3 separate regions of the Mus musculus genome follow, and regions 1 and 3 are each linked to region 2. A link is a contact called in public HiCAR-type and promoter capture Hi-C data. All regions are on one chromosome and are shown on one strand. Each heading gives the region's core, a stretch centred on a gene start, on an enhancer-like site or on the middle of the called end of the contact. The rest is flanking DNA. Distances are from core to core; before and after follow the strand shown.

Region 1 (2,700 bases), core at 185-2,684, 600 kb before region 2:
GACACTCGCGAGCCCAGCCAGCCTGGTGGCTGAGATGGGTGGGTTGGGGCTTTCAGGCTGCTCAGCTGTGGAGATTTTGGGGCTCTTGTCTGGCCACAGCTGGCTGCGAACCCCTGGTCCGGGGGAACCCACTGTACACCACTTGGCCGCCGGCAGATGGTGCCCTGCACAGCCCGACAGTCGGGGAGACCCGGCTAAAGTAAGGCTCAGACTCCGCCCCAGCCAATCCACCGGCGCAACAGTCCCCCTTCCTTCCCAAAATAGTGCGGAGTACGTCTCCTTCGGAGCACTGCGGTAGCCTGTGTGTGTGTCGAAAATACAAACTGTGGGGCGACCGACAGTGTGTGTACTGGAGTGGGGCGTACGCGCGGAGTGGGGACCCTGGGGACCAGGGCCGAGGTGACCACCAATGAAAAGCAGAGGACGGGGAACTGGTTCATTTCTCATCTGCGTAAGCTCGGCCGGCCGCCGAGCCCTTGGGGAGGCCACTCACCATATTCACTTCCGAGACCATGTCTATGCTGGCGACATCGATCCGCATCCCGACGTCCACCGGGGGCCCTGCCAGGGAGGTGGACCACAGCAAAGACAGTCTTTGAGTGGCAGGGAGCTGAGGGGACATTGGGGGCTTCCCAGATCTTATTACAGACTAAGCAGGCTCCCTCCCTACCCCTTTCCTGTTGTAGGGGACAGCGGGAGAAAACAGGTGTGGGCACACGCGTGATGCAGTGACAGTGCAGAGGGTGTGTCGGCTTGAAGAGAGGGACAGCTCAGCCTGAGGATACGTCCACCTGAGATTGGGGATAGTGCGTGGTGTGTGTGTGTGTGTGTGTGTGTGTGTGTGTGTGTGTGTGTGTGTGTGCGCGCAGGGCGTAGTATTGCACGTTTACAGGAACGGTAAAATGGGGAAGGAGGCATTATATCTGACAGAAAAGGTGAACTAGGGATGGGTAACAGGTTGAAAAAAAAAATGAAGAAGCATTACCTCCAAAGTCCGGCCGCAAGCGAATGTCATATCCTTTGAGCAGTCGGTCCACTGTCTCTTTCACGTATGACATGTTGCTGGGTTCATTGGAGCTGAAGGGAAGAAGTAGGGACCGTATTCAGAAAGATCACAAACTGAAAACAGACATAAAAAAAGATCCAGGCACACCTACCCCCAAATAACAAGATACATGATCCAGCAGGCACGGGAAAATAAAAAATAAAAGAAGAAGAAGAAAATCACCAAGGAAAAAAAAAGAGAGAGAGATTGAAGCAGGCAGCTCACCTGTGTGCACAACAAACCATAGCAACCATCACGGGAAAAGAGAGAAGCCCCAAACTCTCTCGATTTTGTACTGTCCACATTCCTAACTCTGATGAAAGAATTGTCTTTTCTGCGAAGATTCAAGGAATGCAACTTAGTCGGCGGCTGGGCAGTAATTCCCGAATGGACCTGCGCATGCGCAGAGGGTACTCACTACCAAAAGACACCTTGTGCCTTGCAAACAATATTCCTAGTGGAACAGGCAACAGATTTCAATCCCTTTAAAGTTCCTGTCTGAGGTGCTCCGCGTTCTCTGGGTAGTCGAATACAACCTGCTGTCTCTATGCAAAGGAGCCAACGTGCCTGTGTGTGTGTGTGTGTGCCCAGTTTTCCTGAGCTGTGGTTTGCTGTGTTCCTTTCCCTCCTGTCCTAAGCTTGAATTTTTTTCTTTTTCCTTTTCTTTTCCTTCTTTCTTTTCTTTTCCTTCTTTTTTTTTTCTTTTTTAAAACAGGGCTTTCAATGATCTGGCTAAGGCTGTCTGGCATCTTTTGTTGACAGTTATAGAGGTCCTAGAACAAGAAGTCTGGAGATGGTTCTCTGGTTGTCTGTAGAAAAGATGGGGAGGGTGCTGGGGAGGGGAGTGGGCAGAGACTGCCCGGCCGGCCGGCCCGGAAAAGGAGTTTGGGGGTGGGGAGGAGGAAACACAGGGAGGGTTTGGGAGTCTTGTCCTCTCTTCGGAGGTTATGAAGACAGCTGCTTGCTTGTGGAATTGGAGGGGGGGGGGGGGGAGGAGAGAACTGACTAACTTTTAAATGTATGCTTTTCCTTTAGCTCCCATCTCCATCAGTCCACTTGGAATGGGAAGTGAAGAGAAGAAGAATGAAGCAACCCTGGCAATCAATCTTTTTTTCCAGGACCTTTGCTGGTAAATCTTGTAGGTTTTAGTCGCCCAAGCTTTTTGCTTATAACTGTCAGTGTGCTAGCTCCTGTTCTTAATCCCTAAATTGAACACTGAACATCCTCAGTCTAATATGCCTTATGCAGCCCGGGAAAAGCCAATCTTCTTTCAAATAAAGGGAAGTTAGGAAATGCAATTCAGTACATATCACTAAAAAACATGTTAGGTGGTTGGAGATTCTGGGATGGATTCATGCCCTTTGTTAAATAGCATATATCAAGTCTTCATTTGATACTAGGTATTCTGAAACTTAGAGTAAACTTTTCACAAACCCCTTACAAAGATAAGCAAAAAGAAATCACTTCTTCCTGATATTGTCTGTGTAAACTGAAGAATTATTACCAAACCAAGAAGCACTAAAAATTACCTTAGAGGAGAAGAAAAAACAAACAAACAAGCAAACAAAGAACAGAAGACAAAGCTTTTGTCTGGCAAGGAAGGGGAATTCTTCTTGAGGGAGAACAGTATGTACTAAATCTTACAGACTGGAAAA
Region 2 (2,700 bases), core at 64-2,563:
GCTCAACTACCAAATGGTACATATTGACTCTGAATGTAAAATAACAGAGTCGTACAAGCTTAGGACACTCTCCCTTTTCTCCTTTTATAGTGTCTCACATTTATGAAAACTTCTGAGAAAAAAAGATAAAGAGCGGCTCTGGTTTGCCTGAGTAGAATGTTCCTAAGATTCAGTTTCCTGCACAGTACAAAAAGGAATGCATCTTTCTTTTCTTTTTCATTGGTTTCCTTTTTCTTTTTCTGTTCATGTTGCACGGTTCGATTTTATCGCCCCAGATAAAGCGGAAGGAAACATCAGACAGATCAAACACAGAATTCTCAAAGTGTATGATAGGTTTGGAATTACAAGTCCCTGCCAAGAAAAAGCCCTAAAGGGGGGAAAACCTCAAACTGCTCCATCTCGTTCCTGTCTGCAATGGAAAGAAGGCAGCAGGTTCCTTAGCTCAGGGCTAACATAAACTTTTTATAGCTCTTAGACTGAATCTTGAGCACCAGGTAAGGAGAATGCCTGGACAAAGAGATTAGGGTAAAGCATTGCTGAAAGAAAGCAGGGGGTTTTCCTGAAGGGTAAGGTCAGCATAGGGCCCTCACTGATCCGCTTTGGGCAAGTCTCCAGACCTCCTAGCTTGAGGGGAAACTGGTCCTAATTATGGGAGCGCTGAGCAAAGAGAGGTACATCCAGAGGGCTAAGGAAATCAAAGAAACTTCCTGCTGTGTAATTCCACGTAACGTGCGTTTAACATGGTCCTGCGTGGATGCGCTGATGACTAAGTAAAGGCGTGATTAGCCCCTTCGCCCTCCAGTGGGAGCCATACATCGTTACCTCTTCCAGGCAACCACGTCGCTCCACTAGGGATGATGTCGGGGGACGAGCGGCAGGGAGCCGCCCGTGGGACCTAGGGCCTCACAAACACACACCATTCACAGTTCAGCACCCACACTCACCAGCAGCCGCCCCCTAACCCTTACACCAGGAAGCTCACTGCCTCCAGCTCCAGGCAGGGTGTGGGCTCCACTCCTCCAGCGCGGTGTGGGCGCGGGCAGCGGCGCTCCCAGGCGCACTGTGGTGCCCCGCGCTACCCCGGCTGTGCTGCCCCAGGTGCCCAGAGGGCGGCGGTGGCTTGGCCAGGATTGGGGTGGGGGATAAGGGGTCCCCTATTCCCTGGAACCTTCTTAATCCTCTTCCTTGGGCTAGCTCCTCCTCCTCCAGGCGCGGGGCTCGTGCCCGCTGCTGCCTGCCTGCGCGCATCGCGCCTCCGCGCCCCCACCCCGGCTCCTGCGATCGCTACTCCCTCCTCCTCTTCCTCCTCCTCCTCCTCCGCCCATCACCGCCACTACGGACGCCTTCGCCGCCTACTCCTCGCGCGGCCACGACTCCTCAAGCTCTCTGCTACAGCTTCCACCGGCCCATCCATTCGTTTGCTGCCTGGTCTTTAGGCTGCTGCAGTCTCTCTCTCTCTCTCTCTCTCTCTCTCTCTCTCTCTCTCTCTCTCTCTCTCTCTCTCTCTCTCTCTCTCTCTCAAGTTTCTGTGGAAACAGATTCAAAGCCACTGGAGGAAAACATCTACTACTTCTACTAGCTGTTCAGGTAGGGTCGCAGACGTTGGTGGCAGCGGGGGTAACCTTTGCTCATTCCCCTCTGCTTCGCCAGCATGCCACCCCCACCCCACCAACCCACTCCACTCTTCATGCTCCTTCGACACGGAGGCTCAGGTTCTCCTAGTCTCTCCATCCTCCAAGATCGAATTCCAATGTCCCTCCCCAGAAACGTATATTCGCAACTACAATAAAAATCCAAGAGCCAGTCCGGCGGCTGCACGCTGGCCCGGCTCTTTTACAGTCTCCAACTTTGCACACACTGGCAGCGCTGCCTGCCTGCTCAGCGGCGTCTGATCCGGAGCCTCACGCTCCTTTGGTAGTCTTGGCTCAGAGCAGCTGTCAAATGCATAGTTCGCAGCACTTGATTTCCACCCTGCTGCCTCTTGAACATGGACGTGGGCAAATGTGAAAGGGCAGGGCGAATGATTTGGATTTGATTTTCTATTTTTTTTTTTTTTTGAGGGTGTGATGGTGGTTGTTGTTGAGTAAAGTGAAGACGTGAGTACCACAATTAACTGTAAGGAAAAGATAGAAATGAAAAAGTAGCCTGCTTGCTGCCAGCTTTTTCCTGCTGTCGTTGCGGAGGTGATCTTCCTTGAGAGGGTGAGGCGTGGAGTATCCATCTCCCCACCTCTTTCGCACACACTCCTCCAACCTATTTCTTCATCAGCTACTGTGTCAGTTTAGAGTCCCGGGTTGTCATTTTATGCGTGCATAACGATTTTTTTTTTTTCAGAGGATGGGACTGGGGAAGTTATAGGCAGAGGAAAATGTATTAGTGGTGTAATCTTTCCATTAAAAAAATCCTTTCCCATTGCCTGTCATCCAGTCCTATACCTAGTAGACAGGAGTAACATCCCCTCCTAATTGAAATGAAATTCTTTTGGGTTATTGGCTTGGTAGGATGAGAACAAATTTAATTTAATTTTGTTTTTTCTTCCATAGCTTTGGCAACAAGAAGATGAAGACAAAATTGAGCACATGCAATGTATGGTCTCTGCTGCTTGTTCTTCTGGTGTGGGACCCAGTCAGGTGAAGCATTGTTTTTGATTTCTTCATTCCAGGTCTAGGATGATTTTTAAGTGACACAACTGTATCCACA
Region 3 (2,700 bases), core at 183-2,682, 1.0 Mb before region 2:
AGAGGATGATTCACACGCAAACCACAGTGGCCAGAAGTCCCCAGAGACCTCTCAAATGGCATAGATTATTGCCATTGATTTTGGTAACCTCTTAGAACTGTATGGTAAGATGTTATTGCCGAAGACACCACACACTTTGAATGTAGGACGTAGAGAAAATATGGTGTAACTGAACTGCCTTTTTCCTCCCTGGTAAATAGCATTCACAATGGTAGAAATTGCTATGTAGTAACCTGGAAGAGAAAAGTCATCGATCTTCTTGGAGACCTTGGATTCTAGAACACCAACTTTCCAGACAAGATAGGCTCATGGTTCAATAGTAGACTGACTACTATGAGAGTACCCAAGTGCATTCTCATGGGCTCTGAAGTCACCTCCACAATAGCGAGTTAAAGCATAGTACTGAGGTCCACAGCTGTGCAATCTTAGGCCCTACATCTACTGCTTCTGTTTGATAATTGAATTGAAACTGTCTCCTGAGTATTTATGTCTAGATCGATAGACAGATGCTTCCTCAACCTTGGTCATGGTTGCTTCTATTTGGAAGGAGTAGCTGCTAATGCAGAGACTCATGGTTGGCCACGTACCATAAATGTCTATTGTGTACTCTTCCTTCAAATGGACATTCTTTTCCACAGCCCAGGGAACACCAGCAAAGAGGGGGTGGGGAGAATGAAGTAGGATTCAGATGGAGAAAAGGGCCATGTCACACTGTTTTCTGAGAATGACATGGCTGTCACACTTATGAACTCACAACAGATATAGTTCTTTGCACGGACCACACAATACTAGGCCTTCCCACATGTAGTAATGAATGCCAGTAAGTACTCATGGGGCCAGGCCCCTCCTTGGGGGAGGAGTTGGCAGTTGATGGCTGCTGGAGGTGAGGAGAGAATCAGTTGTCTTCACTGATGTAGGTACTGATGAGTTGCGGATAGTCCAATACACAGCTTCATGTCAAAGCCAAAGCCAGTGGCCCTGGTTAAACTCACCAGGCCACAAAGCGATAGCAAAAACAAAAGGAGACTGATATGCTAGTCAGAGGCTGATTAATTCAGAAGAGAGGGTTATTGGTGTGTGTGTGTGGGGGGGGTGTAGGAAGGACACTAGAGAGTATGGGATGCTGTAACTGTAAGGAAAATGTATCATATGTATAAAATTGTCAAAAATAAATGAGAAGCCACGGTAAAGAACCTGTATAGAAATAGTTAAAAGTAGCTTTCCATGGATGTCAAGACGACGGGCAATGGAAACGTATTTGACAACTTTAGTGTGTAAGTATGCCATACCTTTGAAAGGAAACCCCAGTAAATCACTTTTTTTATGTTCCAGAAATCGCCAAAATCTATTTTGAGAAATGGGAAACACAGAAACCCAAAACTACACAGTTAACCTGTAGAGGGCACCCAAGACTTTTTAGACTAGACTGTGCTTTCAGATCTGAAAATTGCACCCTTTCTGTTAGGCATAAGGAAGAGTTCTAGCTTTTTCACAGTGATTTTAAATTTTGGATCATTGATTCTCAGGAGGTTTTATTTTGAAATTAGCTTATATTAAACGATCCTAGAACAATTATGATTAATGTACTTTGCCACGAATTCAGATTTAAAGCCGAGGATCTAATTTAATAATGGAACGTTAGTTGGTGCTTAAAGCAAGCGTGGCAAATGACCTGCTTTGGTGTGCCTGGTGCTTGGCCTGTGACCTTATTATCACTGTCATCTTGAAAATGACCCTGTAGTATCCCAAATGTGTGGACAAAGCAACAAAACTCTATGGCCTGTGTATGATATATGTATGCCATGAATCCATTCTTCATATCTTCATATCTCTCGGTTGAGACTAAGTAAACCATAGAAGTAAGATATGTTAAAACACATGATTGGCTGAAGATAGAGCTCAGTTTCTGACTTTATGAGCCAACCAGAGTCCGACTCACTTTAGGGATAAACTGTTTATTTTTAGTTTCACACTGCTTTTCATTCACCCGCAGGTAACAGTGAATCTACAGCATACAGTTTTTAAACATGATGCTTTTTCCTTCTGTAGAGGTAAGGTGTGTGGTCCCTGCCATGGGTTTTCACAAGCCTATTGCTATTAGAATCTCTTCTAGGTCAGGGTGGACAGTCTTCAAGAGCCAGAAACCGTAAGCTTCTATGGCTCATCGACTACTATGGATTTCCCCCATAATCCCTTGCCGTTTGGAATCCACATGAGTCAAATGCTAGAAATCTAAAGCTATTCTGTGGTTTGTGTCTAGAGCTTGTCTACATTCAATTCCAGGTGCTAGGTCAGTGTTGCAGAGGTTATTATATTAGACATGTTGGTCACATTAATATTTGTGCTTTTAAAATTGCATTGTGTTGGGGCATGCTGAAAAACCCCACTGTCTGACTACTATTATTGGTTTTTCTAGAATTGATTTTTTTCCCCATGTAATTTGGCAGTTACATTGATGGAACGTGTGGCTTGTTGCCATTTTCTTTATGTCAAAGGCTTTCTTTCTGATGAGCATGAAATAGGAAAGCAGGCAAATACAAATGTATTTTTAGAGCTGCCCGGTGCAGAATGGGTTGGGCACAGCAGTCGCAGAAGGGTATTGCTCTGTAGCTATTGTCCGATCTTTGGCCTGGAAAGAAAAGCAATGATGATAATTCTTACTTTTCAGGTGGGGGAAATAAAAGCACAGACATTCATGAC

Evidence for each region. Promoter capture Hi-C pulls out the DNA fragments that hold promoters and counts their contacts. HiCAR-type assays count read pairs that join an accessible place to other places.
Region 1: a contact with region 2 is called in a HiCAR-type map of astrocytes, with 4 times the contacts expected there. The contact joins the promoter of Gabrb1 here to the promoter of Gabra2 in region 2. A contact is called at or near these places in 1 of 39 promoter capture datasets (the HPC-7 cell line), 2 of 484 Hi-C or Micro-C datasets (both in cortical neurons) and 3 of 115 datasets of contacts at active chromatin or transcription factors (astrocytes, embryonic stem cells and forebrain).
Region 3: a promoter capture Hi-C map of hippocampal neurons shows a contact between it and region 2, with 6 times the contacts expected there. The contact joins the enhancer-like site here to the promoter of Gabra2 in region 2. A contact is called at or near these places in 5 of 39 promoter capture datasets (cranial neural crest, frontonasal cranial neural crest, hippocampal neurons and 2 more), 3 of 484 Hi-C or Micro-C datasets (cerebral cortex, cortical neurons and forebrain), 4 of 115 datasets of contacts at active chromatin or transcription factors (astrocytes, embryonic forebrain, forebrain and 1 more) and 1 of 9 other capture datasets (embryonic stem cells).

The regions. Positions count from the first base shown.
Region 1 is chr5:71,698,666-71,701,365 of GRCm38.p6, reverse strand. Gabrb1 (gamma-aminobutyric acid (GABA) A receptor, subunit beta 1) reads right to left here and starts at 1,434. Exons shown (of 9, transcript NM_008069.5): 1 at 1,271-1,434; 2 at 986-1,077; 3 at 494-561. The coding sequence starts at 1,350. It overlaps Gm38562 (a long non-coding RNA gene), which reads left to right. Exons shown (of 4, transcript XR_868471.1): 3 at 2,081-2,174.
Region 2 is chr5:71,094,462-71,097,161 of GRCm38.p6, reverse strand. Gabra2 (gamma-aminobutyric acid (GABA) A receptor, subunit alpha 2) reads left to right here and starts at 1,313. Exons shown (of 10, transcript NM_008066.4): 1 at 1,313-1,587; 2 at 2,544-2,630. The coding sequence starts at 2,560.
Region 3 is chr5:72,093,498-72,096,197 of GRCm38.p6, reverse strand. The region is part of intron 5 of Gabrb1 (gamma-aminobutyric acid (GABA) A receptor, subunit beta 1); the gene reads right to left. Among named protein-coding and RNA genes, the nearest start is that of Commd8, 73 kb to the left of the region's middle. Within about 2 kb of position 1,432, at least 8 of the 459 cell types and tissues checked have an H3K27ac peak or open chromatin away from gene starts, as enhancers often do. A contact at or near this core is called in forebrain and hippocampal neurons, where this site is marked.